Regions from separate parts of the Mus musculus genome. Here regions 1 and 2 are each linked to region 3. Evidence: chromatin contacts called from public Hi-C and HiChIP or PLAC-seq data. All regions are on one chromosome and are shown on one strand. Each heading gives the region's core, a stretch centred on a gene start, on an enhancer-like site or on the middle of the called end of the contact. The rest is flanking DNA. Distances are from core to core; before and after follow the strand shown. Region 1 has its middle 63 kb from the start of Gm34177. Region 2 holds the start of Slc30a10 (solute carrier family 30, member 10). Region 3 holds the start of Mtarc2 (mitochondrial amidoxime reducing component 2).

Evidence for each region. Hi-C and Micro-C count contacts between places; a contact is called where the count stands out from the background. HiChIP or PLAC-seq counts read pairs in DNA pulled down with a chosen protein or histone mark.
Region 1: a contact with region 3 is called in a Hi-C map of the N1E-115 cell line, with 2.2 times the contacts expected there. The contact joins the enhancer-like site here to the promoter of Mtarc2 in region 3. A contact is called at or near these places in 3 of 39 promoter capture datasets (the 3T3-L1 cell line, hippocampal neurons and pre-B cells), 1 of 484 Hi-C or Micro-C datasets (the N1E-115 cell line) and 3 of 115 datasets of contacts at active chromatin or transcription factors (bone marrow-derived macrophages, microglia and pancreatic cancer cells).
Region 2: an H3K4me3 HiChIP or PLAC-seq map of embryonic stem cells shows a contact between it and region 3, with 7 read pairs. The contact joins the promoter of Slc30a10 here to the promoter of Mtarc2 in region 3. A contact is called at or near these places in 1 of 39 promoter capture datasets (liver) and 2 of 115 datasets of contacts at active chromatin or transcription factors (bone marrow-derived macrophages and embryonic stem cells).

What each region holds. Positions count from the first base shown.
Region 1 is chr1:184,264,769-184,268,216 of GRCm38.p6, forward strand. No RefSeq gene overlaps it. Among named protein-coding and RNA genes, the nearest start is that of Gm34177, 63 kb to the right of the region's middle. Within about 2 kb of position 1,608, at least 18 of the 459 cell types and tissues checked have an H3K27ac peak or open chromatin away from gene starts, as enhancers often do. A contact at or near this core is called in the N1E-115 cell line and pancreatic cancer cells, where this site is marked.
Region 2 is chr1:185,453,086-185,456,823 of GRCm38.p6, forward strand. It overlaps Slc30a10 (solute carrier family 30, member 10), which reads left to right and starts at 1,763. Exons shown (of 4, transcript NM_001033286.2): 1 at 1,763-2,594; 2 at 3,267-3,344. The coding sequence starts at 1,979. It overlaps Gm2061 (predicted gene 2061), which reads right to left and starts at 2,483. Exons shown (of 3, transcript NR_040305.1): 1 at 1,951-2,483; 2 at 920-1,048.
Region 3 is chr1:184,843,817-184,847,308 of GRCm38.p6, forward strand. It overlaps Mtarc2 (mitochondrial amidoxime reducing component 2), which reads right to left and starts at 2,092. Exons shown (of 8, transcript NM_133684.4): 1 at 1,730-2,092. The coding sequence starts at 2,001. Gm34451 (a long non-coding RNA gene) reads left to right here and starts at 2,031. Exons shown (of 2, transcript XR_865818.3): 1 at 2,031-2,421.

The DNA of each region.
Region 1 (3,448 bases), core at 358-2,857, 580 kb before region 3:
AAATAAATAAAATCTTACTTTGGTTTTGTGGACCATGATCTTGGAATCATTTCTCACTTTTTGCCTCAACCCAAATCATGAAGATTTTTCCTGACATTTCCTTCTGGAATCTTTAGAGTTTTATGCTGAATAAAGAAAGCGAATAAACCCTCACTGGAGTTCATCGACACCTGCTTCCTAGAGAGAGTCATCTCTGCCTGCTTCCTACCCGAGGACAGAGTGAGCAGCTATTCACACCCACGGTGCCATGATTCAGCTCCGCGATGGACTGCATTCTCTCCAACCAAGAGCCACACGATAACCCCTTTCTTGTGTTGTTTTCGGTTGCTTTTGTCAGAGCAACAAGAAAAGTAAAACAAATCCATTATTTCACTGGACCGTTTAAACTAACTTGCTTTTCTTGTAACAAAGAAGGGCTTTTTAAAATCTCTTCCCATTCTTTCTGGGGGAGTACAAAATCATTGACCTGTTAGATCCTGGATTTACATTACCCTCCCTGTGTGTGTGTGTGTGTGTGTGTGTGTGTGTGTGTGTGTGTGTGTGTTACATGAAGATGGGAGACCTATGTTAGACTTAAGCATGGTTACCTGGCTTCCTCTTGCTACAACAAGGATGTTGTGTTCCCCAAAAGCACAAGCAAGAAGATGAGGCTGTGTGACGTGACACCACAGGCACTGTAGTGAGCGTAAAACAAACGCACAGATTGTACCTACAACTAGATCCTATAATTAATTGTACCACAAGAGATTCATCCATGCTGGTTATGCCAGACCTTCTGGCACAGCAGGGGAGGAGACTGGCGAATCTTCAGCCCCAGTGTGTCACTTCAGCGGATACTTTGACCTGATGGCAGACACGTGTTGTTGGGATGCATGTCTTTGCTCCTCATTTACAGGTAGAATGGCAACAGCAAGCATTTGTGTGTTCTGTCCTTGCCGGAGAGTGAATGTCTACAGAATGTTCGTGGAGGTGGGGACTTTCCGGTTTCTTTCAGGTATATACATACTTCCTTGGAGCATTCGGTTTTCAGAACCATGCTTGGCTGTGGTACAGGGTTATACCCAGGCTAGGGCCACACTTCGATGATCCAAATGATCGTTTCTGTAGTGTCAAAAGAGTTCACACTGTTGACACTTCGTCTTCATTCCACCAAAGAAAGTAGAAGCGTATTGTTGCGACAGAGGAAGTAAAGGCGTTTTCAAGGTGGAGATCAAGCGCTTTCCCAAAACTTGGTCAAGAGATTTTAGTAACTTAAACAACTGTTAAGCGTGTTGCTCTGGCCAACTTCAGAGACCTTGTGACTCAGAGCGTTCACAGAGCTGATGTAACTGTTCTGGAAGTCTTTTGACTTGAACTTAAGAGTCACTTCCACACAGCTGCATCATGTCCACCTTCAACAGCAATTTGGACCCAGAAAGCACGGAAGGAACAGGGGCAGGAAAGGCCCAAACTAAACCCTGAGAGGAGAATCACACAACAAACCTGGGGTGTAGTTCCAGTCATTGGCCACCAGGGGTCTGTCTTCTCACAAGGAGCTGTGCGCAGAGGGCGTGTTTCTGGGACTTTGAAAACCCAAAGCTTTTCTGGATGTTTGCGGTGCATCCAGATGTTGGTTGTAAAGGTGCAAAAGCAAAGCGAGTTCTCAAAGCCAGGACAAATAACGGGCAGCTTCTCGTTTAAGGATTTAAATGGAGTAGCAGATGGAACTTGTGCCAATCCTTGGGAGAACGACGGAGCGGTAGGTGGCCAAGAGAGTGGAGACCCAGAAAAAGTTAAAAACACAGGCCATCTGTTCCCGGATCTCTTTCTACTTCACCTGGTTTTCACTCTCACCCCTGTGCCGTGCTACAGCTGAAAAACATCACTACCAAAACGTGCTGGGAGAATTTTTATTTGTCTGTCCTAGCCTCCAGAATCGGGACTGGCCCTGCATTAGAATTGGATAACCCAAGTGCCTTTTGACATTTAAAAGTTACACATTGGAGGCCAACCCCAGGAACAAGAGTTGTCTCTTGAGATCTGTTAAGAAGCTCTGCAAATTAAAGAGTTTGTGGGGAGGGGGGGGGCGTCTCTCTAGTGCTTTTAGTTGCTTTGTTTTGTTTTGAAATAGCCAAAAGATTTTCATCACTTAAGGAATTATCTCCTTCGTTCCCTTGCTACTCTGAAAGTGGAGTAGCCACTTCTGAAAGTCGACATTCCTGAGAGTCCAAGATATATTTTCACACTTTTAATTAAAATTTGAAAAGATGTAGCTCTCCGGTCAGCTAATGTGGGATGGGTGACTTACTCGAAGCAACTGTTACTCCATCTAGACATCATAATGGACTCTGGGCCTGAAGAGCTTGTTCCCTTTGAGGGAATGTTATTTTCCTTTGGCTTTATTTGTTGATGTTGATGCCTTTGGGACAGTGATCTCAGTGTATCTAGTGGCTGTGCCCACCAGGCTGGTTAACCAGAAACAAACCCTCAGAGAAGAGTTGCCTCCCGGACCCTGCCTTCTTTATTCTGGTCTTTCGAACACACATAGATGTCTTCATTACAGCTCCGACTCCTTCCAAACTGCACACTCCTTAACCTGATTTCTCACCACGCATGCAGCTGTTTACTAATTTATTACTCACTAAGAACTTCATGCTGTGGCTAAAATTAAAACGGGGACAGCGGTCTGCTCTCTCAAAACGATGCCGAACTAGTGGAAAGAATTCTAAAAACGTATTTTTAAGATGTATACATTGTTGTGCACACATGCACATGTCTGCCTGTGTGTGCATGCATGAGGTGGGGGCATGCACTTGTGTGCAAATGCCCTCAGAGGTCAGAAGAGGACATTGGATTCCCTGGTGCCTCAGGCAGTTGGGAGTCACCTGACTTCGATGCCAGGGGAGCAGGGGGGGGGGGAGGAACTCATGTCCTCTGGAGGTTCAGCTACCTCTCTTAACCACTGAGCCACCTTTCAGCCCCAGCAATTCCTTAAATACACTTCTGGATCTAACTGAATATTCTGAGCATGAGGTGCCACAGGCATTTGTGACCTAGAGGCACTCTCTGATCACCCACATGACACATCTTCAGCTTACAACTATTATGTCTAGAGATCACTGTCGCTGAAATCTGCGGTTCAAGAGCTATGTCAGCAGAACCCTGATCCACATGTTCAGATAAAATAGCTGCGCAAATCCTCCTTCCAATATCATTTCGTTAAGCTGAGATACCCAGTCGATAAAAAGAAAACCAGAAATTCTCTCCGAAAAGCCATTCTCACTTGGCTCCAGTTATCTGGATATAATTGTTTTTACTTTATTATTATATTTAAGCCATGACATCTGTTTCCAAACTGTTCTGGGATAGAAGAATTAACAGGAAGCAGGCTCTGCAACTGCACTCTCTTCTCCCCAAGCCGAGCATCTGTGGGGAGTGATGAACATGGTAAAGAGAAGCAGCGAGAACC
Region 2 (3,738 bases), core at 513-3,012, 610 kb after region 3:
AGTCTCAAGCCAATCCTCTAGGACATTTGAGAGTAAATGCCTGCACCACTGTCCCTTGCTGCACCACTGTCCCTTGCTGCACCACTGTCCCTTGCTCGTTGGCTTTGCTTTGAGGAAGGCATAGAATGTATTTCCAAGCTCCAACCCTGTGCATTTTCTCCATGAGGGTGGTTAAAGTTTATGGGGAGACACGGTTATTGTGCTTTGCCTTCAGACCCTTCCTAAAATGAGTGAGGCACAGGGCTCCCCCATCCACACCCCACTTGTCTTAGCTAGGGTTTTACTGCTGTGAACAGACACCATGAGCAAGGCAACTTGTAGACAACCTTAGCTACCTCCGGAACACAGCTTCTCTGTGCTCTCAGGAAACACTTCTCCGATTTCACCTCGGTGATGCTGGTCTCTTCTTAATCACTGCTGATTTCTTAGCTACAGTCAACCAGCATCCATTGTCCCAGTAGTTCCTTCTGTTCTTGACCCTAAAGCCAGAGCCACGTGCTGAAGTTGCTGCTTGCTGGGGCTGGAACATGGCCCCCTTGTTCTATTACAGTATCACCGGATTTCTGTTTTCCAACTCCTTTACTGCCTAAGCTTGGCTGTCCTGGAACTTGCTCTGTAGACTGACTTTGAACTCAGAGATCAGCTTGGCTTTGCCTCCTGGGATTAAAGGGGCGTACTGCCATGCCCGAACCTAAACTTAGCTGTTGTGGTCTTGCCCCAAGGTCACCACATATTAAAATCCTTCTCCTCTGAAACCTCTAGAGCCAGGCTTCCACAGTTCAAATCACCCTCAGCAACAAAGTCTTCCATATTCCTGCTAGGATGGCTCACTGAGCCCCGCTTAGAGCATTCCACTGCTTTCCAAATCCAAAGTCCCCAAACCCACATTCCTCCAAACCAAAGCCTATCACATCGATACCTCAGTCGATGGTTACCAACTTCTGTCTCCGAAGTGACCAACAGCAAATACCCTTTCTGAAGGGGCTGCAGTGTAGACTCTCAAGTCCAGGACATGTTCCCTTTGAGTGATTGTCACTTGGAACAGGGTCTATTTGGAAAAAAAAAATTGGGTCAATTGAACTATGAGTATAGGGTCACCTTTAGGGGCAGTAGAAATTCTTTCTGACAGACTAGGAAAGGAGACCAAACCTGGCTTCTTTGATGGCCAAGGGACACAAAGAATCCCAGCCTTGGAGTGCTATACCAGTGCTCCATACTAATGCTAATAGCAGTGGCAGCCATGCACCCTGGGCTGCCTGCCTTCCTCTCCTCTGTAGACAGCTCGACTCAGATAGAGACCCCTAAAAGGGAGATGGCGATACTGTGCTATAAGGGAGTAATAGGATTCGTGGCCTTTGTGAAGAAGAAAGGATAAAGGGTTTTGACTATGGGTTCAGGGACAGGGGTTAACGGGAGGAATGAGATACCATTTAACCAGTGGAAAAGCAGGAAACACCTTTAAGGGCACTAGGCTCCACCAGCTCATATGGAATCTGCCCTGCAACTCGCATCTGGGCACGTAGGCAGCGGTGCGCACACCCACTACAGCCTAGGTCCTTATCAGCGGCATACACAGATCTGTAGTAGCCCAGGGGTGAAGGCGGGGTGGAGTTGGAGGAGCGGGACCATCCCGTGCATCTCTCTCTCAGAGAGGGTGGAGGTGGAGATTTAAGAAGATTGACATCCCAATGCGCCCCTCCTCCCAGCAGCTCCGGTCTCCAGCCCAGACCTAGAAGGAGACACAGGCTGGTGGCCACCAGCCAAATCAAGCTTGGGCGGCGAGGGAGGAGGGGCAGGGGCCCCGGGAGGTGGCCTTTGCGACTCTGGGGCCACTCCTGCAGACTCTGGTCCCGCGAGCGCGAGCTGGAAGCATAAAAGGTCCGGGCGGGTAAGGGCGGGCCTGCAGCAGGAGGTGGGCTCCAGACCGCCCCCCCCACCCCCCCCGCCAACCTGTTGCGGGGCGCAGCGGGCTGTAGAGATGGGCCGTTACTCAGGCAAGACGTGCCGGCTGCTGTTCATGCTGGTGCTCACCGCGGCCTTCTTCGTGGCCGAGCTGGTGTCGGGTTACCTGGGCAACTCCATCGCGCTGCTCTCGGACTCGTTCAACATGCTGTCAGACCTGATCTCGCTGTGCGTGGGCCTGGGCTCCGGCTACATCGCGCGGCGCGGTCCCCGCGGCTCCAGTGCCACCTACGGCTACGTGCGGGCCGAGGTGGTGGGCGCGCTCAGCAACGCAGTCTTCCTCACTGCGCTCTGCTTCACCATCTTCGTGGAGGCCGTGTTGCGCCTTGCGCGGCCCGAGCGCATCGACGACCCGGAGCTGGTGCTTATCGTGGGAGCCCTGGGGCTGGCGGTCAACGTGGTGGGGCTGCTCATCTTCCAGGACTGCGGCGCCTGCTTCTCCCGCTGCACGCGGGGTCGCCGGACCCGCCCTTCGCAGCAGCCAAGCCAGGGGGATCCTCGTGGCGCTTTGGGGTGTCCCCAAGAGGCTGCGACAGCCACAGCTCCTGGCTCGGGCACAGCAGTGACTCTCCGGGGGTCCTCGGCCGGAAGAAAGCAGCAGGAGGGCGCGACCGTGTTCTCTAATGTAGCAGGTGCCTTTCGGTTGCATCCTTCCGGACTGGGAGCACTTTGTTCTTCCCTCAATTCTCCCTCCTCCTCCTGGCATCTGGACCCCTTTACTCATCCACTACCTCTTTTTCGGCTCGTTTTCTTGACTGATTTATCAAAAAGTCCCTTCGCTTCTCTTCTCACTTAATTCTCCATCTTTCCCTCCCTCCTCGTTCTCCTTCCTTGCTTGCCTTCTCTCCCCCCTCCCCCGCCCCATTTTCCTCTCTTTCTCCTTCTTGACCCTGTAGTCCTTATCTTCCCCTCTCCTGTGGCAGTATTGATCTTGGAAATCAATTCTTAACTATTGGGCAACGGAGCATTTCCTATCCTGCCCCTTCTCCGGTGCTAACTGGATGTTTCCTCCCCTGACATCGGTGTCAGGGCTATCTCCTGCCTCTTGGGTATTGAGGATCTGGGGGATAGGTGTAGGCTTATCCTTGTCCCGTTTTTAATTTGAAAGCTGTGTGTGTGAAGACCAAGGGTGGACCTCGGGCTTCCTCTGGGTTAAAAGGTACCTATTTGGGCTGAGTGTAGGAGAAGCGGGGGACTCCTGTATGCTAAGAGGAATTGAAAATAACAAAACCGCATTTTGAGATCATTGGTTCTTTTTGTTTGTAGAACTCATACACAACACAAGGTTTCTTCTTTGAATGCAGGTGATTCCCTGAACACCGAGAATGAACCAGAAGAGACGACGAAAAAAGAGAAGAAGTCTGAAGCACTCAATATCAGAGGTAGGCTTGTCTGTGGGCTAGCTCCGGCTCCTTTCCCTGACTCACGGGTCTGTGCTGTGAGTACTTCTGCTTTTAGGAAAGCAACAGTGTGCTGGGAAGTGGGTCAGTTACCTGCAGACTATGACCCTCTCCTCTTGCCTAATCATCGCATTGATTCTGAGGGAGAAGCTGGTTGCTAATGATTTATCTTTGCTCTAATTAAGCCACGCTGAAGCTGCCTGTTCCTGGGCTGACCAGATCAGCGCCATGTTCCTCTGAGTTACACATATGTGTCATGTTCTCATGAGCGTCACCTATCAGTGTCATAACCTCTTGATTGCTACATATGTATCATATCCCACTGATCCCTAGATGTCCCTGTCATGGTCTCCCGAGTTCCACTGAGTACCAAATA
Region 3 (3,492 bases), core at 842-3,341:
GGACAGTCAGAGCAATGTAGGGAGATCTTTTATTTAAAAAAAAAAAAAGGAAAAAATGAAAGAAAGAATGTATTGCTCAAAACGAGAGATGCAGTTCTATTTACTTCATTGAATCCCCAGGGAGCAGAAAAAAGCAGGGCAAAGGACACCTTTTCTCCCTACACCAGCAACATCACAGGCAAGCCATGATAATCTCAGTGAGGCACACGCCATGCTCTGATGATCTGAGGAAACAGGTCGGTCGGTACTGGTTGCCTGTGAGATACCCCAGGGTTCCTAGGTGAGAGGAAAGATGCTCACATCTGCCTTGCCACCTCTGGTTAACACGGTGGGCCTCAGAACCCCCTGGGTGTTGTACAGTATCCAGTACCAGGTACCCAAGGTCTTCCTGACCGCAGAGATCTTAACCTCCACACTTTAATAAACTCTAAACATCTTTCTCACAATGATCTCGCAGGAAACCATTTCATTATAGCAGAACAATCCCCTGGGGGGATTCTCCATTCTTGGTGATTTCAATTCATTTGGACAGGGATGGGACTCTCGAGGAATGGTAGTATTTTATTTCATTTTATTTCATTTCAGTATATACACAAGTTTTCATATAGCTCAGGCAGGCCTTGAACCCAAATCTACAGCTTCCCTGGAAGTGACCTTGAACTTCTGATCCTCCTGTGTGGAAATGACTGGCATGTGCCACCATGCCTCCCTTGGATGCTGGAGGATAAAATTCAGGGCTTCACGAACCCTTGGCAAACACTCTCTCCTACCAACGGAGCTATATCCCCAGGCCCTCAGTAAATGATAATTTAAACCCAAACCTCCCAGCATTGCAAACATAGGCCGCCAATGAGGAATGGAAAATCCATGAGCGGAATTCCTGATCTATAAATTTATTCTGTAGCAGAACTAAACTCTTTTTTTTTATTCTAACCTCCTTTATTATTATTTCATACCCGTTTGTGACTAGCTCTCTATCGCCATCTACCACAACCCCTCCCTCGCCCCACCCCCGGCAAACCGTGTAATTCTGCTCCTTACTCGTTCAAGTGGTCACCAGAACTAGAGGGAAGGCCCGATGTTCTTGAAAACGCTCAGCCAATGGCATTTTATATTTCTAGTGTCCTACAGTTAGGAGAGCTGTACGGACAGCTGACAGGGGAGTCTCCCCCCCCCCCCCCACCCCCCAGGGTTCCAGGAATGCTCCAACTCAGTTTTCCAAAACTACTTTAGCCAGAAGCACGGGCTTCGCAGCTAAAGGATCAAAGCTCGACAGCCCAGAGAATTCAGGCAACAAGCCTCAGTTCTGTGAAGCCGAAAGGGGTGGGGGCCGAAATCCAGGCGCTCTGTTTCGCTTTAGAGTAAATTTGCATGTGGTAAAACTAAAATTCTCCTCCCGGAAGGTCTCCCCACAGACATATTTGGGCTTGCAAACTTAGATTTCAACTTGAACACGCTCGTCAATGTGCACCGTGCTGTAACTGCTGTCATCTCTTTCCCATATGTGTGTTTCCCAGAAGCAACAAACCCTTACTTTCTAGGTTTGGGGAGAACACAGCTTGCAGTACGGAACTCCTCTCTCGACTTGCTCCAGGCTCAGGCTCACAAAGTTTGCACTCACCGAGGGGCGCCTGGTTCCAGGTCTCACACTTCCGAGCAAGGATAGGCAAGGCCCCACCTCCCTCGCCCCGGCCCATTCGCGCCCGGTGCAGTGCGGGGCTCGGCGTACCTGTCGCGCACTTTGCCACAGCGCAGCCCCATGTCCGTGCACTCGGTCTCACACACCGACACCCCCTTGCAGGACTTGATCGGGTAGATCCAAACCTTCGACACCGTGCCCACCTGCTGCAGCTGCCGGCGCCGCCGGGGACGCGTGCGACGCCAAGCTACGGTCCCCAGCGCCACCGCAGCCAGCCCCAGCGCGGCGACGCCGAGCCAGGTGGACCGCGGCTGCCCAGGGAGGCCGAGGCGAGCCAGAGCCGTAGAGCTGGAGGAACCCATGTTACACTATCCCGGGCAGGCCTGGGCTACTGGGCCGCGGTGTCGAGGCGGGGCTTAAGGCTCCGGGAGTGTGGGAGGAGCCAGGGTTGGCGCAGCCGCACTGCCTGTCAAACTTATGCTGCTCACGTCCAGATCAGTGTCGGCGGAGCCTGGCCCACGCCCATCGCGGGTGACAGCGTGGGGTGGTCACTTTCATTTTACTTTGTCTCTGTCCGCCTTTAAAGTGATCCCTCCCCCCATGACTCTTCAACCTGCTACACTCATTAACCCTTTTGCTTCTAAAAGGAGCACACTCAATTGTGCAAGAAGCTGCTGCACTGAAATGAAGCAGAATGGAGGAATGTTTCCTGGGGACAACTTTGGGATAGGTCTCCCGAAGATCGCGCAACTCTCTGGAACGCTCGGCTTCCATCTCTGCAGGTAGAGACAAAACTACTGGCGCGGCTTCTGGCAGCGTGACCTGAGGTTACAGGTACACCAGCCAATTAAGACAGCGCAAGGAAGGGAAAGGCTGCCAGAGCTTACCACTTGCTGAGGTCCGAATAGAGGACTCTGGTCGACTTTTCTCAGACAACGATCTAAACGGAATCCAAATGTCAGGCTTTGGCTAAGAGATAGCCCCAAGTTCAAGATCACGGTGGGCTATTGATGGCCAGGACCTGTCTCAGAAGCATCAATGATTAACTCATCAGTTGAAAGCCGCTCAACCCATAAAGGTCCTGGCTGCCAACACTGACATCTCGAATTCAGTCCCTGGGAGCCATGTGATAGAAGGGAGGGAACCATTTCTTGAACAAACAGAGAGAGTGGGAGGGAGAAGGAGAGGGGGACTGGGAAGGGGAGGGGAAGACTGAGACAAGAGACACGAGAGAGGAGAGGGTGGGAGGTGTACATGGAGAGACAGAAAGAGGAGACAGGGGGAGAATAAACGCTAAATAAATAAATGGCGAAATGACTCAGTGGTTAAGAGCACCCAGATGGACTCCCAGTACTTACATAGCAGATCGTATCTGTCTGCAATTCCAGTGCCAAGAGACCCCCACTCTCTCTGCCCCCTGCAGACCCCCACTCTCTCTGCCCCCTGCAGACCCCCACTCTCTCTGCCCCCCGCAGATAGCTGGAACACAGGTGGTACTCAGGCATACATGCGGGCAAAAACATCCACATACTTAAAATAAAAATAAAAATTTTAAAATAGCCAAGGGCTTAGAATGTTGAATTCTGCTGCGTGGACAGTCACCAGAGACGACAGACTTCTGCATGGGAGGAAAGACAGGACAGAGCCCCAACCTCTGTAACTGGCAGAGCAAGTGTGTTTGCTTCTGATAGGTGACACAGACTGAGAGAGCCTACCCATGTAGCACGTGTTCCCCCCCCCCTTCTCTGCCCCTTCACTTTCCCTCTGAAAAGCTCAATGCCTACTAGATCTGAGCTCATCCCCACTACAGACACACACTCTGTCAATAGTTACTTGATGGATAAAACCCAGGC